Regions from separate parts of the Gossypium hirsutum genome. Here regions 2 and 3 are each linked to region 1. A link is a contact called in public Hi-C data. All regions are on one chromosome and are shown on one strand. The core of a region is the stretch at or near the end of the contact, and the rest is flanking DNA. Distances in the headings are between cores, read along the strand shown. Region 1 holds the start of LOC107952566 (protein SOB FIVE-LIKE 5). Region 2 has its middle 11 kb from the start of LOC121210892. Region 3 has its middle 24 kb from the start of LOC121210892.

What was found. A called contact is a pair of places that touch in the nucleus more often than the background predicts.
Region 2: a Hi-C map of leaf shows a contact between it and region 1, with 6 times the contacts expected there. The contact joins the enhancer-like site here to the promoter of LOC107952566 in region 1. A contact is called at or near these places in 21 of 34 Hi-C or Micro-C datasets (anther, callus, cotyledon and 5 more).
Region 3: a contact with region 1 is called in a Hi-C map of leaf, with 2.6 times the contacts expected there. The contact joins the enhancer-like site here to the promoter of LOC107952566 in region 1. A contact is called at or near these places in 6 of 34 Hi-C or Micro-C datasets (callus, hypocotyl, leaf and 1 more).

The regions. Positions count from the first base shown.
Region 1 is chrA02:20,523,602-20,528,167 of Gossypium_hirsutum_v2.1, reverse strand. It overlaps LOC107952566 (protein SOB FIVE-LIKE 5), which reads left to right and starts at 2,302. Exons shown (of 4, transcript XM_016887785.2): 1 at 2,302-2,975; 2 at 3,065-3,136; 3 at 3,232-3,303; 4 at 3,413-3,924. The coding sequence starts at 2,583. The coding sequence ends at 3,430. It also overlaps the pseudogene LOC107952273.
Region 2 is chrA02:20,762,381-20,766,946 of Gossypium_hirsutum_v2.1, reverse strand. No RefSeq gene overlaps it. Among protein-coding and RNA genes, the nearest start is that of LOC121210892, 11 kb to the right of the region's middle. Within about 2 kb of position 2,021, at least 2 of the 9 cell types and tissues checked have an H3K27ac peak or open chromatin away from gene starts, as enhancers often do. A contact at or near this core is called in leaf, where this site is marked.
Region 3 is chrA02:20,727,458-20,732,023 of Gossypium_hirsutum_v2.1, reverse strand. No RefSeq gene overlaps it. Among protein-coding and RNA genes, the nearest start is that of LOC121210892, 24 kb to the left of the region's middle. Within about 2 kb of position 2,058, at least 2 of the 9 cell types and tissues checked have an H3K27ac peak or open chromatin away from gene starts, as enhancers often do. A contact at or near this core is called in leaf, where this site is marked.

The sequences.
Region 1 (4,566 bases), core at 1,053-3,552:
TTAGTATACATTTCAGACTTTTAGCTTCAGAATCACCACGAACCAAAAACAAAAAAAAAGTATATATCCTCAGTTCCTTACTCTAGTGCAGTTGGAAGCTTAATGTATACAATAGTTTGCACTCGTCTTGATATTTCACATGTTAGTTTTGTAAGTAGATACATGGTTAGACCTGGTAAATTACACTGGCAATCAGTTAAGTGGATCCTCAAATATTTGAGAGAGACATCAAATACTCATTTAGGGTTCAGAAGAAGTTCAATGGTTCTAGTGGGCTTTGTAGACTCACATTATACAAATGATCTAGATAAAAGAAGCTCCCTCACGAGTTATCTGTTTGTTTTTGGCAAATGCGTCATTAGTTGGAAAGTCATGCTTCAAGCCATTGTGGCTTTATTGACTACCGAAGCTAAATATATGACAATCATAGAAGCTGTGAAAGAAACCATTTGGTTAAGAGGTCTATTTGGGGAGCTAGTTAATAAACATGATATGACTATTGTACATTGCGATAGTCAAAGTGTCATATATCTCACTAAGGATCAGATGCATCCATAAGAACAAAACACATAGACTTTCGGTATCACATTGTTCAAGAGGTGGTTGCTCAAGACGATGTTCAGATTCACAAAATTGGCAGAGAAAATAATCCAACTGATATGATGGCCAAAAGCCTTCCAGTTTCAAGTTCAAACATTGTTTGGACTTGGTTAGGATCCTGCAAATATCGAGTTAGGCCCAGATAGGACTCGGCAAAGAAGGCGTTTTGAAAATATGAATCAGGATGAAAATTTGTGGAGTGTGCCTCACATTTTGGAAAAAAAAGAGTCGACGTTGTGACAAGGAAGAGTCGGCGTCCTGATGACGCGACACACGACGTCTCTATGAGAAGATCCCGACGACACGACATGTGACATCCCGATGAGTCGATAAATGACGTCACGACGTGGCGACATGTTCCTTACTAAACTAGATTTCTTCTTCTAGTTAAACTCTACTATCTTTTCCTAGACAAACTCTAATAACTCTAGGGATATTTTAATCATATGAGCCTATGAATTTTAGCCTATGAATAGGGCTTTTAGGAATCCTAGAGAGATTGATTCGATAACGCAACAAAAGAGAGTGGAGGGGAATTTTGTGTTTTAGCCAGAGAGCTTTGTATTTTTTGGGATTTAGGGGCTTGTTTTTTTTTTCCATTTTGTATTCTTCTTTGGTTATTTGTCGTTTTAGTGAAACTTTTTTTGCCTGTGTTTTTTTATCCTTTTTAAAAGAATTTTTTCATAAAAATATTTGTGTCCAATTTTCTCTATTTGTTCTTATTTGTTCAATTCGGATTTATCCTCAACATAATTGTTTTTGCAATAAATATGATATCTCACATTTTAAATCTAACAACCAAATCATATTACAGAGTAACCTATATAATATTACATATGTAAGGGAAGAAATCCATCAATTTACGCTATATTAAATTTTTGGGCTTAATTTTTGTATGCACGAGTTCATCCTTTTAATTAACTTTTACAAATCTATGAATTGTTATGGCTATAAACAAAATTCTAGAATTTTGACAAAATAACGTGAGATAAGAGGAATACTTATATTTTAGATGCCGTATATTATGCAACGATCCAACATTCATGGGGTCACTCACTCAAGACCCCACTACCATTTAATGCATTCCAACGGCGGCACAGGAAAAAATAAATAGATGGATAATCTGTTGTAATGACCCAAAAAGAAAACAGGGAAATTATAAGTTTACAATAATGTCTCAGTTAATACCCCATAATGAGTCTACGACAACTCAGCAAAGGAACATGCATGTCCGTTTCACATTTGGTTTAAACATGGATTTGAAGAATCGTCTTTAGCTAAATTTTGAATGAAAAGGACATCTTGCATTATTTAATTTCATTAGAATCTTGTAGTCTCATAATTTGCAAATTGTTTCATCTTAATTAATTATAAAATATATGGTATGATAATAATTCATTTTATCCTTTAATTATAAAGTCAAATTACAATTAATTATTTAAAATTTTAAAAGATACCCTCAATTAAAAAATTAATCATTACTGTCTACATAAGATATCTTAATTTCAAATAATACAATCTCATCTATCACTTCCAAGTTCCAAATAAAAACATTTGAAAGATATGCCGGAAGAAACAAAGATATAGAGGGCATTAAATGAGCAGTAAAATACATTCACTTTTTATTGAAAGGACAGCACCATTGTTGTACTGGCTGCTGTATTATTACATTTGTATACATGAATTGATAATCGGTTCCCTATCAGCACTGTTCACCAATTCTCTCTCTCTCTCTCTCTCTCTCTCTCTCTCTCTCTCTCTCACTCAGAGCCACTGGCGAATTTGATTGATTCACATAAGTAAAAAACAAATGGCGAAAGGCTTGAAGAAATGAGAAAAGTAGTCTAGGATTTGAGTGTGCTTCTTTTGGTCTTATCCTGCTATACCCTCTGTATTCTATTTATATACGTAACAGCTTCAAGAATTTGCTTATATGTCAAAACTCTAAAACCCAAGAGGGAAAACAAAAAAAAAAGTTTAGAATGAATTTATCAGCTTCACAATGTGGTAGTGGTTGTGAATCTGGTTGGACTTTCTACTTAGATCAATCCTCTTACTCTCAAACCCGGTGTCAAAATTTTGGCGGCAACTTTGATGAGGTTTATGGGGTGAAAGGAGCTAGATTCGGGGTTGAAGATGAAGAGGAGGGTTTATCCATGGTGTCTGATGCATCTTCCGGTCCAAGACATTATTACTGCCAAGATTATGTGGAATGCCTCGATGAAAATAGAAGCTTTTGTTCTCATCCTGTAAATCCTGAACCAGCTAACAAAACCAGCAAAAACAAAAAGCAGATGAAGGAACATTGTAGCAATAATCAACAACATTCTTTTCTTGATGACACTGCCAGCTCCCCTGTAATAAGCTTTTCCGAGGTAAGTTCCACTATATTCTCATTGTTCTTATTCGGTTGGTTTGTAACAAAAACAAGAGTAACAATGGATGTTTTCTGGTGTTTTTACAGAAGAACATCAACAAAGATACTTCAATGGAGTTGTTGGACTTTTCACAAGGCTTTTCGGGTACACATTTTAAGGTACTAAATATATACTATATCCTTCTTTAAAGCAGTTAAGTCTTCCATTATTATTATATATAAACTTAACTATGCCACCTGTGAGATACTTTCAGGGCAAATCATCATCATTCCAGAAAAAACTTGGTTTCCTGAAATCTGGAAAAGCAGGTTCAAAAAACCTGCAGGTTAGTCATCGATTTTAACTTTCTCCTCGACATTCTTAAAAATAAAAAAGAGAAATTTGATGGTTAGATAAGCTGTAATTTGATAAAAGAATTTGGTGGTGGTTTCCAGGGAAGAAGCAAGGAATGACAAAAGGGTAAATTGTAACAGCTTTTGTCTCTACTAATGCAGCTGTTCTGGAGAGAGAAATGGGAGGAATGTTGTAGAAAAAGAAAAACAAAACAAAAAGGCCTTAGATCTCAAAGGGATTTTGTTCCTTCCTTTTTACTCTTGTTTTTTTTATTCTCCGAGTCTACTCTTTTTTTTTTTTTAATTTCTTTCTGTCAATGCAGTGGGAAACAACCTGAGAACATTAAAAATAAATTAAAATTTCGATGCCATTGGATATATATGAAATTGCAGGTTTTCTTCAGTTTATTTTGCTGACACTGCGTAGACAATGTAGAATCTGGTTCTATTAGCATAGAATCTATGTTTTTCAGGTTTATCCACTGTAGATTGTAGGATTTAAAACTAGTAATTCCCTTGAAAGAATGTTGTGCCGACCATAGTTTTTTTCCAACTTGAGGACTTGAAAATTTTGTATGCTCAGCCACAAATAAATTAGCTTGTTTAAATTTCAACAGTCAGAAAGACTAGTCCCCATCTTTTGGCAGAATGATTAAAAAAAAAAAGGCTTGTATAGGTTTAAAACTTGAAAACAAGAAGCAAAATTAACCTTGGGATCTTCATTTTAACCAGAAAAAGATAAAACTAAAAAAGAAGAGTGTTAAAAATAGCAGTGGTCCTTGGATGGACAGAGTGTCTCTGTATTTTCCATTAATCAGGCGAGTACCTTTGTAGCCCATTTGTGCACATCCAGCCAACCCATTATAAAAGCACTACTTGATGGGTCGGATTTCTGAAAATTTCGTAATATCGGTATTTGAGCATTAATATCCAAACAACCCAATCAAATTTTTACAATTATTCGAATATTACTCTCTTGCCATCGCTAATCAAATTGCGGTATCAATGAGAGTGGAAAAAGTAGAGAAGAGTGATGTGGAGGAAAGTCATGTTAGGACAGAAAGCCAAAAACGTAGGAGAATAAAGAGAAGAAGGATGACTTAACAAAAGATTCAACCGGATGGTTAAGGATGGACACTCCCTCTCGTAATGTACGAGGCATGTGAATAGTTGATGAGTGACTATCCAAATGGTGTAAGACAGATGATCGTTTGTGAGTCTCTCCAATTGATTCTTGTGTTACCACGTATCCCAAT
Region 2 (4,566 bases), core at 772-3,271, 240 kb before region 1:
ATCCTTGGCATACTCTGGATAAAACTGTACCTTGAACTTGCATTGAAACTCTTTCTAAGTTTCAATTTCTGTCCCACTACGTCCCACATCGGTGGACCTACGATGCCACTATAACAAGGTAACGTTAGTAAGATACATAGTAGTAGTAATTACCTTAGTGGCAATATCCGTGATGCCTTTGGCATGGAAGTATTACTTGACTCCCTATAGGAAGTTGTCCACATCTCTTGTGAACTTTGTTCCCTTGAACTCCTTGGGCTTGGGAACATCCACACTGGGCTTGGGTGCTATAGCAACTAACCCTTCATTGCCCAAAGTAGCCTTGTAGATTGTGAGTTTACCCTTGAGCTCCGCAATCTCCTCTTTCAAGGTCATCATTATAGCCTCAATGGCATCAGTCCTACTAGTCATCATAGCCTTGATGGCATCATCCCTACAGTCAACTTCTAAACATTATCCAACACATACTCTTTGAGCTGCTCTTGCATAGATTGCAACCCATCATTAAGCCTATTATTGACATCATCAATCCTCTCCTTAGAATCCCCCATAGATTCCTCGAGAGTGACGACTTGATCCTCTAAAGCTGACAGCATGTCCCTCGAACGGATAGCTTTCTTAGCCCTCCACGAGTCTCCATTCCATCAACATTCTTAGCAACTTCTTTCAACATCTTTCAACGGTGCCTTCCAACGCTAGCTCTGATACCAATTGCATGGACTTAGAGTTTTCACAAGTAATCCGTGAGGTCTTAGGCAGTTTCTTCGCTAAAAAATGCCTAAGTCAGCCTAACTCGCAACAATTGAGGATTCAACAGAACTCCTCTAAAGCCCGCATAGCAGAAGAACGAAGTAAGAACGAACTTGAAAGATGAACAAAAGCCACAGAAAAACAAGAACACTTGAGAGAAAAAATTGAGTGAATGTTCTCAAAATTCTATTAATTACTAAATGAATTACAATGAGGGGGAGATGCCTCTATTTATAGCTAAACCTTCCCAATATCAACGGTACAGATTGAAATACATTAATGGCTAAGATTTAAAGTTATCTAGATATCAAATCTTTAAGATTACAGGATCGTATCTTCTAAAGATTACACTTAATGTCTAGGATCATATATCTTTGAAGATCCTCTTCCATATTTGCCAAGCATATCTTTGAAGATCACGTTCCGTATTTGCCAAGCTCCGGAGATGGGCTTTCAATCTCTCAAAGTAATGGACTGGTCTGATTAGGCCAAATGACCTCCCTCGAATGCAATGGATCGTACAAGTTCGTCATGGTTGCAGGTTCCCATGCGCAACCCATGACACTAGGACTCGTCCTATTGGCAAAATGTGCATAAATTTCCAATAACAAACAATCCGGTAGGCTCTTGGAGTTCCCACTGTTAGCTCGAACAACCTTAATTTCCTCACTATCTTCTGTCAATTTCTTTCAACTTAAACTTCTAAACCTATCTTGGTAACAAAATGATAGCGTAAGTGACTAAAACGTAATATTTCAAAAATAAAATGTAATTTGGGGCAAAATAAAGTGACTATTTTTATAATTTACTCTTAATTTAATTACATTTTCAAATTTCAATTATTTAATTAATTAAATAGTTACTTGAAAAAACTTTAAAGTAATTCTCACGTCCTTTTTGTATTTATCAAGAAAACGCATTCATTTATCAATGCCACCCATTTATCTTATTTCATCATTTTCATTCAATTCTATCTATTCGATTCTACACGAAAATTTGTTCAAATATTCACTTTTTGATTTTTTTATTTCTTTCAATTTTTCTAATTTTATTGGATTTTCAATATTTCCATTTTGTTTTTGTGTTTTTCAATTTTTTTGTATTTTAAAAATATTTTTAATTGATATTTAAAAAATGAAAATGAAAATGAAAAAGAAAAAAAAATATAAATGAATGACAAACGTGATAGTAAATACCACTTAATGCACTTTGACTCTTCCCTTACCACATGTGCGCGGCGGCTTCCTTAGGGTTTCAAAACCTTAACCTGAAATTTCATAAAGACGTGGGCCGTTTGGCCTCCTAGGCTGATTGGACTTGTACTTCTGAGTTTGACCCGATTTGAACTTGGACTTGACTTAATTTAAACCTTAAGTAAATAGATTTGGGCTTTACCTAATTTAAAATAAAATGGGTTTTAAAAAATATATATTTAAAAACCAAATCCAAAGTAGTTTTATTTCTCAAAATCATTTAAAAATAAAACAATTAGAATAAAAATGATTTTATTTAAAAACAAATTTTCTCCAAAAACCATACCTGGACTGGATATCCCAATTTCCACCCTCATCATGCCAAATTTCCTAAATTTTAATTAAACTTATAAATTATTTCAACATAAAATTTAAACTCAATCTCCATTTAATTGTTAGTTTTCAATTCAAATCCAAATCTTGTAAAATCAATTTTATTAAATCCAAGTTTTATTTTAATTTTAAAGTTAATTTTACTTAATTTTAAAATAAAAATCAATTTTGGCTCGAAATTATTTCATAGCTCTCATTCAATGATTCCAAAGTCAAATAGACTCACAAGAGAGAAAATGAGAAACATGCATGTTAGATCAAAATTATACCTTTTTTCAATTAATTTATTTTATTTTCTTTCAATTTTCAAATTTTCAAATTTTCAAAACAATGTATGACCATTTTCTTTCTACACATCTATAAAAAAATTATATTTTTATTTTAGGTAAATTATAAAAATAGTCATTTTTGTTTGACACAGATTACATTTTAGTCATTTATGTTTAAAATGTTATGTTTTAGTCACTTACATTATTGTTTTGTTACAAAATGATCACTTTGCTGTTAAGTTTCGTTACCTCCCTAACGGCAGTCCTACGTGGCAATCCAAATGGGTTTTAAATGCCAACTTAGATGTCCTACGTGGTAGTTTAAATTAAATTTATTTAATTAAAAATCTATTTTTATCCCAGCAATTGGATATATAAGTTGTCATTTAAAATCCATTTAGATTACTATGTAGAACTATTGGTAGGGAGGTAACGGAATTTAATATAGAGTGGTCATTTTATAATAAAACAATAACATAAGTAATTAAAACATAATATTTTAAACGTAAATGACTAAAATATAATGTGAGGTAAATAAAAGTCACTATTTTTATAGTCACTCTTTTTATCTTTCTAACTTTCTAACCTTTCCATGCTTATTAAATGCTTGTAAATAGGTTAGTGGTAATGACGAATGCGCGCATTTTTGGCTTAATCAATGGGCGGGTGTATTTTACTTGCCATCTTTGTTTCCAAGTTTGTTCTCTTTACCATCTCAGCAAGACTCATCGGTGGCTGATATTCTTTCTGTTGAGGGTCATTTATCTCTTCACTTTCGAAGGGCTCTATATATTTGGGAACATAAGCTTGTGGGGAAAGTGGCTAGTATCAGGTTGAAAATTGGTATTGAGGACAAGTTGATATGGACTATGGATACTAAAGGAAAATTTTCAGTTAAAAAGGTGTCTTGGATGCTTTACTAGGATAATCTAATGATCTCCGATTCCCGAGTTCTTAAGATTGTTTGGCGCTTGAACGTACCACCAAAAGTTCCAAGGCTTTTCCTTTGGTTGGTGATTCATGATAGCATCACAACAGAATGTTTCCTTGGAAAAGGAGTCTTATCAGCGAAGCGGATTTACTCCTTTGCCGCTGGAGCGGGTTGGAGTAGGAGGAGGCATCTAACATGCTTATTAATTGTTAACTAGCATGGGAAACTTGGGGAGTGATTCTGAGATGGTGAGGGGTTTTGTTTTGTCACGCCTTTCTATTGAGGATTTCTTGCTTACATGGGATAGCTGACGTATGTCGAAGGTTGGTCTGAAATGTTGGAGACTGGTGGGGCAGCCACTTTGTGATCTTTATGGTTAGCTCGATCGTAATGAGACTACCATGAATAGAGATTTCATTTATTTTTAGATCGAGTGCAATGCATTGGGTGAAAGCTCTTCCAGGAGAATAAGTGGTGGTTTGACCCATCTTTTTTATTTTGTCTCGATGTCGTTTGTTTGGCAGGTTCCTCCTTCATCCATGAAATTGAGTCTTGACGGAGCTTGGAAATTTGGTGCGAAAAAGGCTGGTGTAGGCGGAGTTCTTAGAGACTATGGACTGGTTGGTGGTCTTTTCCATGGTTCTATTTTGACTTCTTCTCCAGTGGAGTCTAAACAATAGGCGATCGATCTCTGTAGCACTGCAACTTTTTTCTTCTTCTCCTTGGTTGGGTAGTGTCTTAACTTTTTGTTGAATTAGATTCTTCAAATGCTAAATCTTGGGTCATTAATCCTTCAATGGAATGTCTTTCATGATATGGATTCTTTCTGCAACACGATCACAAGAGTTGATTTCATCCATATATGCAATTTCTTTGTTGATAACCTTGCAAAACTTGGTCGATCCAAGGAAAATGAGTTCTTAGCTTGGTTCTGAGCCTCTCAATTTTCGTCTTGCTTCTTGTTCTTTCGATTTGTATGGTTTTTGTGGAACTTCTGTAATTGCTTGACTGCAGTTTGTGTCCTTGTAAT
Region 3 (4,566 bases), core at 809-3,308, 200 kb before region 1:
TCAAAAATCATACCAGAAAATAGGTTAGACTATTGTTTTCTCATGGTTTCCTCAGGTTCTCAAGTAGCCTCCTCAATCCTGTGACAATGCTAAAGAACTTTCACTAAGGTTTGGTTATGTCATGTTTAATACATACATATATAAGGTTTGGTTAAATTGAATTAAAGTAAAATATAAATCATCACAAGAAGGTAAGGTTGATCATATGAAGATGTGATACTATTTTATATATATTAATGATGTTTGCTTGATTTATATTACTTGAATTGGTTGGAAAATATATGCAAAAGTTGTAGTAGGTTGAAGGTTAAATTTGGGTGAGAAATAGGGCTAGGAAATGGCCTTATTTTGTCCATATGGGTAGACACACGGATATGTGTCTTAACTGTGTATGACACATAGCCTGGCACATGGGAATGTGGTTTGGTCGTGTGTCCCCTGCATCCAAAAAATTGAGAAACAGAATGCTCAGAATTTGACACATGGGCGGAGACACGGGCGTGTGTCTTAGCCGTGTGAAACCTGCACCTAATTTGTGCAAATTGAATTGACCATATGGCCTAGCACACGGGGACGTGTGGCAGGTCATGTGTTATAAGTCAAGGAGTTACACGGGTAAGGACACGGGTTAGGACATGGTCGTGTGGCTTACATCGAATGCCCACACGGCATACTCACACGGGCGTGTGACCCTTGTATTTAAGAAAAAAATTTAAATTTCGTGAAAAATTCTTTGAGATTCCGATTTAGTCCCAATTTGATTCTAATGTTTAAATTGGGCCTAGAGGGCCCATTCAAAGGACAGTATGATTATTTTTAGATATGAATAATAAATGATATGAATTTTCTGTAAACTCCGATAATGCTCTATAATCCTGTTCTAACAACAGTTACGAATTAGGGGTGTTACAAGTCCACTAGGTGTGTTTAATGGTACGCTCTGATACCAATTGTTTAGTCTAAATTGATATTTGAAGGCAGAATTGAGCAGTGCCAGGAGCAGTACTAATACCAGTGGCAACTGCTTCAGGCACAAGAAATGAAAAGTGTAGAAAAAAATAACAACTCAAGAGATGTTTACACAGTTTGATTACTCTACATCTGTGGGGCTTTAGCTAGAGAGAATATTAACTATCTTAGTACTTTGTACAACAAGTGTTTCCAAGCTCTAACACTCACTAGTTTATACTTCTCACTTTTGCACATAATATCTAAACATCTCCCCTCTAAGTTTTTCCCTTGAAAATTTAGGACTCTAACCAAGTCACACACTTGATTATTATAGAATAATGCACTCAAAAATACGTTACTCACTGAACAAAATAAATTTCTCCCAATAAGTACATACCTAGACAAGTTCTTACTATATGTAAGTGGATGAGACTTGAAAACATACTAAAATGTTACAATCAATTATCCCTCAAATTAAGTAAGATAAATATCACATATAATATATATACCGTAAAATAAGATTTCAATCAATTCGATATATTTCCTTTTGTGGTCATGAGTTGATCTGATCCATAAGTAAAAGGGATGATGATTGCTTCAATCAAATTCAAACAAATCTCTAAGATCTCTTTTTAAGTGTAGTTTGAATATCAAGGATGAGCTGACAAGTATCTCAATCAATTAAAGAAATCATAACTTAAACATATTTATTGCCAAAATTTGCCAATCCAAACATGACAATTTTTCTATGTAGCCATTGCTACTACCCGTCAGCACTGGCCTAGGCACTCCTTGAAAAAGTGCATCAACATTATTTAGTCGCATGATTTTGTTAAATAATAAATTATTATATTTTCATATTTTCTTTCGGTTTTGGTTTTGGTGTTGGAATACCGACTTTGGAGCATTGATCCTTAAGTAAATACAAATTAAATGTCCAAAGGACAAGAGAGAGTCAATAATTTCATATTGATCTTTAATAATATATGTGTATATATAGATAAATCATGTCTGAATGATACCGACCAGGCTATGGAGAGCTTGAGTTTCTCAAATCTTTCTTTTCGTATGGACGGTGTTCAGTGTGAGAATGATATCAAAGTTTGGTGATTTTCTCTCTTAGGTCCACTCAATGGTTTCTTTTCCTTTTTGTTTCATAGCTTGCATTATTGGATGGTGAATATCGTTGCCATTTTTATTTATTTATTTTATTTTCAGTGACAATTTAAATACTACGAATTGACACATCTCTTTTGATTAATTTGTAAATGCCCATCCTTCAACCTCTCATCCACATCTCAAATTGTCAACAAAAACCGCCCTCCAAAAAAAGGACATTAATTAATTTTGCTTCTTTCTGTTTTTTGTCTTTTGTCTTGCAGTACCAAGCACGAATCAAAGATCATGCTACAAGTACTTTTCTCAACTAGGCATGCAAGTCAAGGTTTCAACAGATCAATACAGAAATTAGCTTGGAAGATTTATATGCTATCCAGAAAGGCAATGATCTATATGCTATCAAGATTTTGACATTTGATCGAATATATATAAAATATTTTACTATATCTAGAAAAAAGAAAAAGAAAGAAAGTCTATGTAGGCTTGTCCATTCCACAATCATTTGTGCAATTCATGTGCTTTCCAAGTAAAACAAAATAAATCAATATTATTTTCTTTGGAGGACAAAAGGCAATGAAGGAGATTTGACTTTGGTTATTGTTTGATGGGGACTTGAGTTTGTTGGGTTTAGCAAATTGAAAGAGAGAGAAAAAAAAAGTAGAAAAGTCATTTAGGGGGGCTTGTTCTTCAAAGGGATCAGCCAGAATGTTGGTCGAGGGAGTATGGTGGTGTTGCCGAAATCATTAAGCAGCTAGCAGCTGGTAATTTGGGGACCGCTCTTTGTTGCCTGCAAAGCCCATAATGTAAGGGATATGGATATACACCCTTCAATAACCAGATGCTGACAATAGCAAAAAAGGAAATAAAAAATTAGGGATAGAAAATCAATTGAATCTTAATTCAGTTGACACCATTGTTATTATAACAATGAGAAAAACGTAAGTTCGAGTTAGGTTCGAGTATGTTTAAGCATATATTTCCTTTGTTCTAAAGGAAAAGCATAGATCTTAGTGATAAGATTTGAAAGGCCTAAATAAACTTTTTAAAGAAAAATAGATTTATTGAGAATGTTTAAAAAATTTTGATAGGAAACTTTCAAAAATTTTAAAAAGCTTGATGAGAATTGACAAAATTTTTAAAGAGATCTAACTAAAATTTTGAAAAATTTAATGAGAAATTCCAATTTTTTTGGGGGGTCAACTAAAAAATTTAAGGGTTTAAAATGAATTTTCAAAAATTTTGCCCCCATCCACCTCTAGTTACGAATATAAATTTTTGAATTCTAGATTTTGTTTGTATCTGTATAAATCAAGTTTAGGATGTAGAAGTATCATAGAGATCCCTGTATTAGGAATTAGATTGCATTTTGCACCATTTACTAAAAATTAGTCCTTATACATTAGATTAAAAAGTAAATTAGTCATTTTTAGTAAAAAAATTATCTATTTTTACTATTAAAAACTGACATTGCTAATAGAATAACTAGATAGTTACATGTGGTGTGTCATTTGCACCTCATTTTGATATACAATGATCAATTTTTAACAGTAGAAATAAATAAAATATTTTATTTTATTCTTTAATCTAACGTACATAAACTATATATTTACAAAATACCCTTATTTTAATTTTATAACTATTTTCAATTATAATTTCATAAGAAATTATAATGTATATTTTAATTTTATAAATGATATTTTTATATATTTCATTGTAATTTTCATGTATAATGTTTTATAATATATTTAATTAATTTTTGTAAAAATTATAATATAATTTTCAAAATTTTGTGACGGAATACAATAAAAAATATGAAAATCGAGTCGAGACAAAAGAAGCAAAAGAGTTTTAGTGGTATAAAGATGAACTCAATTTTTTTTTAGAGTTACAAATATCAAAATCATCAAATACTCTATTTATTAAATTAGATAAATATTGCTACCTTAAAATCAATGGCGAAAGAATGTAAATTTTTTTTTGAATTATAAACAGTCATGAAAGATTTTTCCGAGAGTAATAAACTTTTCATGTCTTGCCGCGTTTTTAACGTCCTATTGTTCTCCTTTAGCGTTAATTCGATGATAATATTACGATACATAATAGTATTGTATTTAATATATTTAATTTGATTTATTTACATGCTTAAAATTTATTTTATTCATAATTTAATTTAATTTTTTTATTTTAGTATTTTACATCTTGCATGTATTATTATTAATTAGTTTCAATCTATAATTTTATTATTTATTTTATATTATTTTAAACATATTTTTACATTTTGAAACTTAGTTTTCATACACATATGTGTAATAAAATCTTTAGTATTATTTAAATTCCTAATTGAGTTGGTGTCACGAGTCAATTAGATATTAAATCGGTTAGAAAAATTACAAAAATATCATTCCATATTTGAAATAAGTTATATTATTCTAGGATATTTTAGTTTTTTTTTATTTTTTTAAAAACCGACAATTAATTCACATAACGTGAGATTTG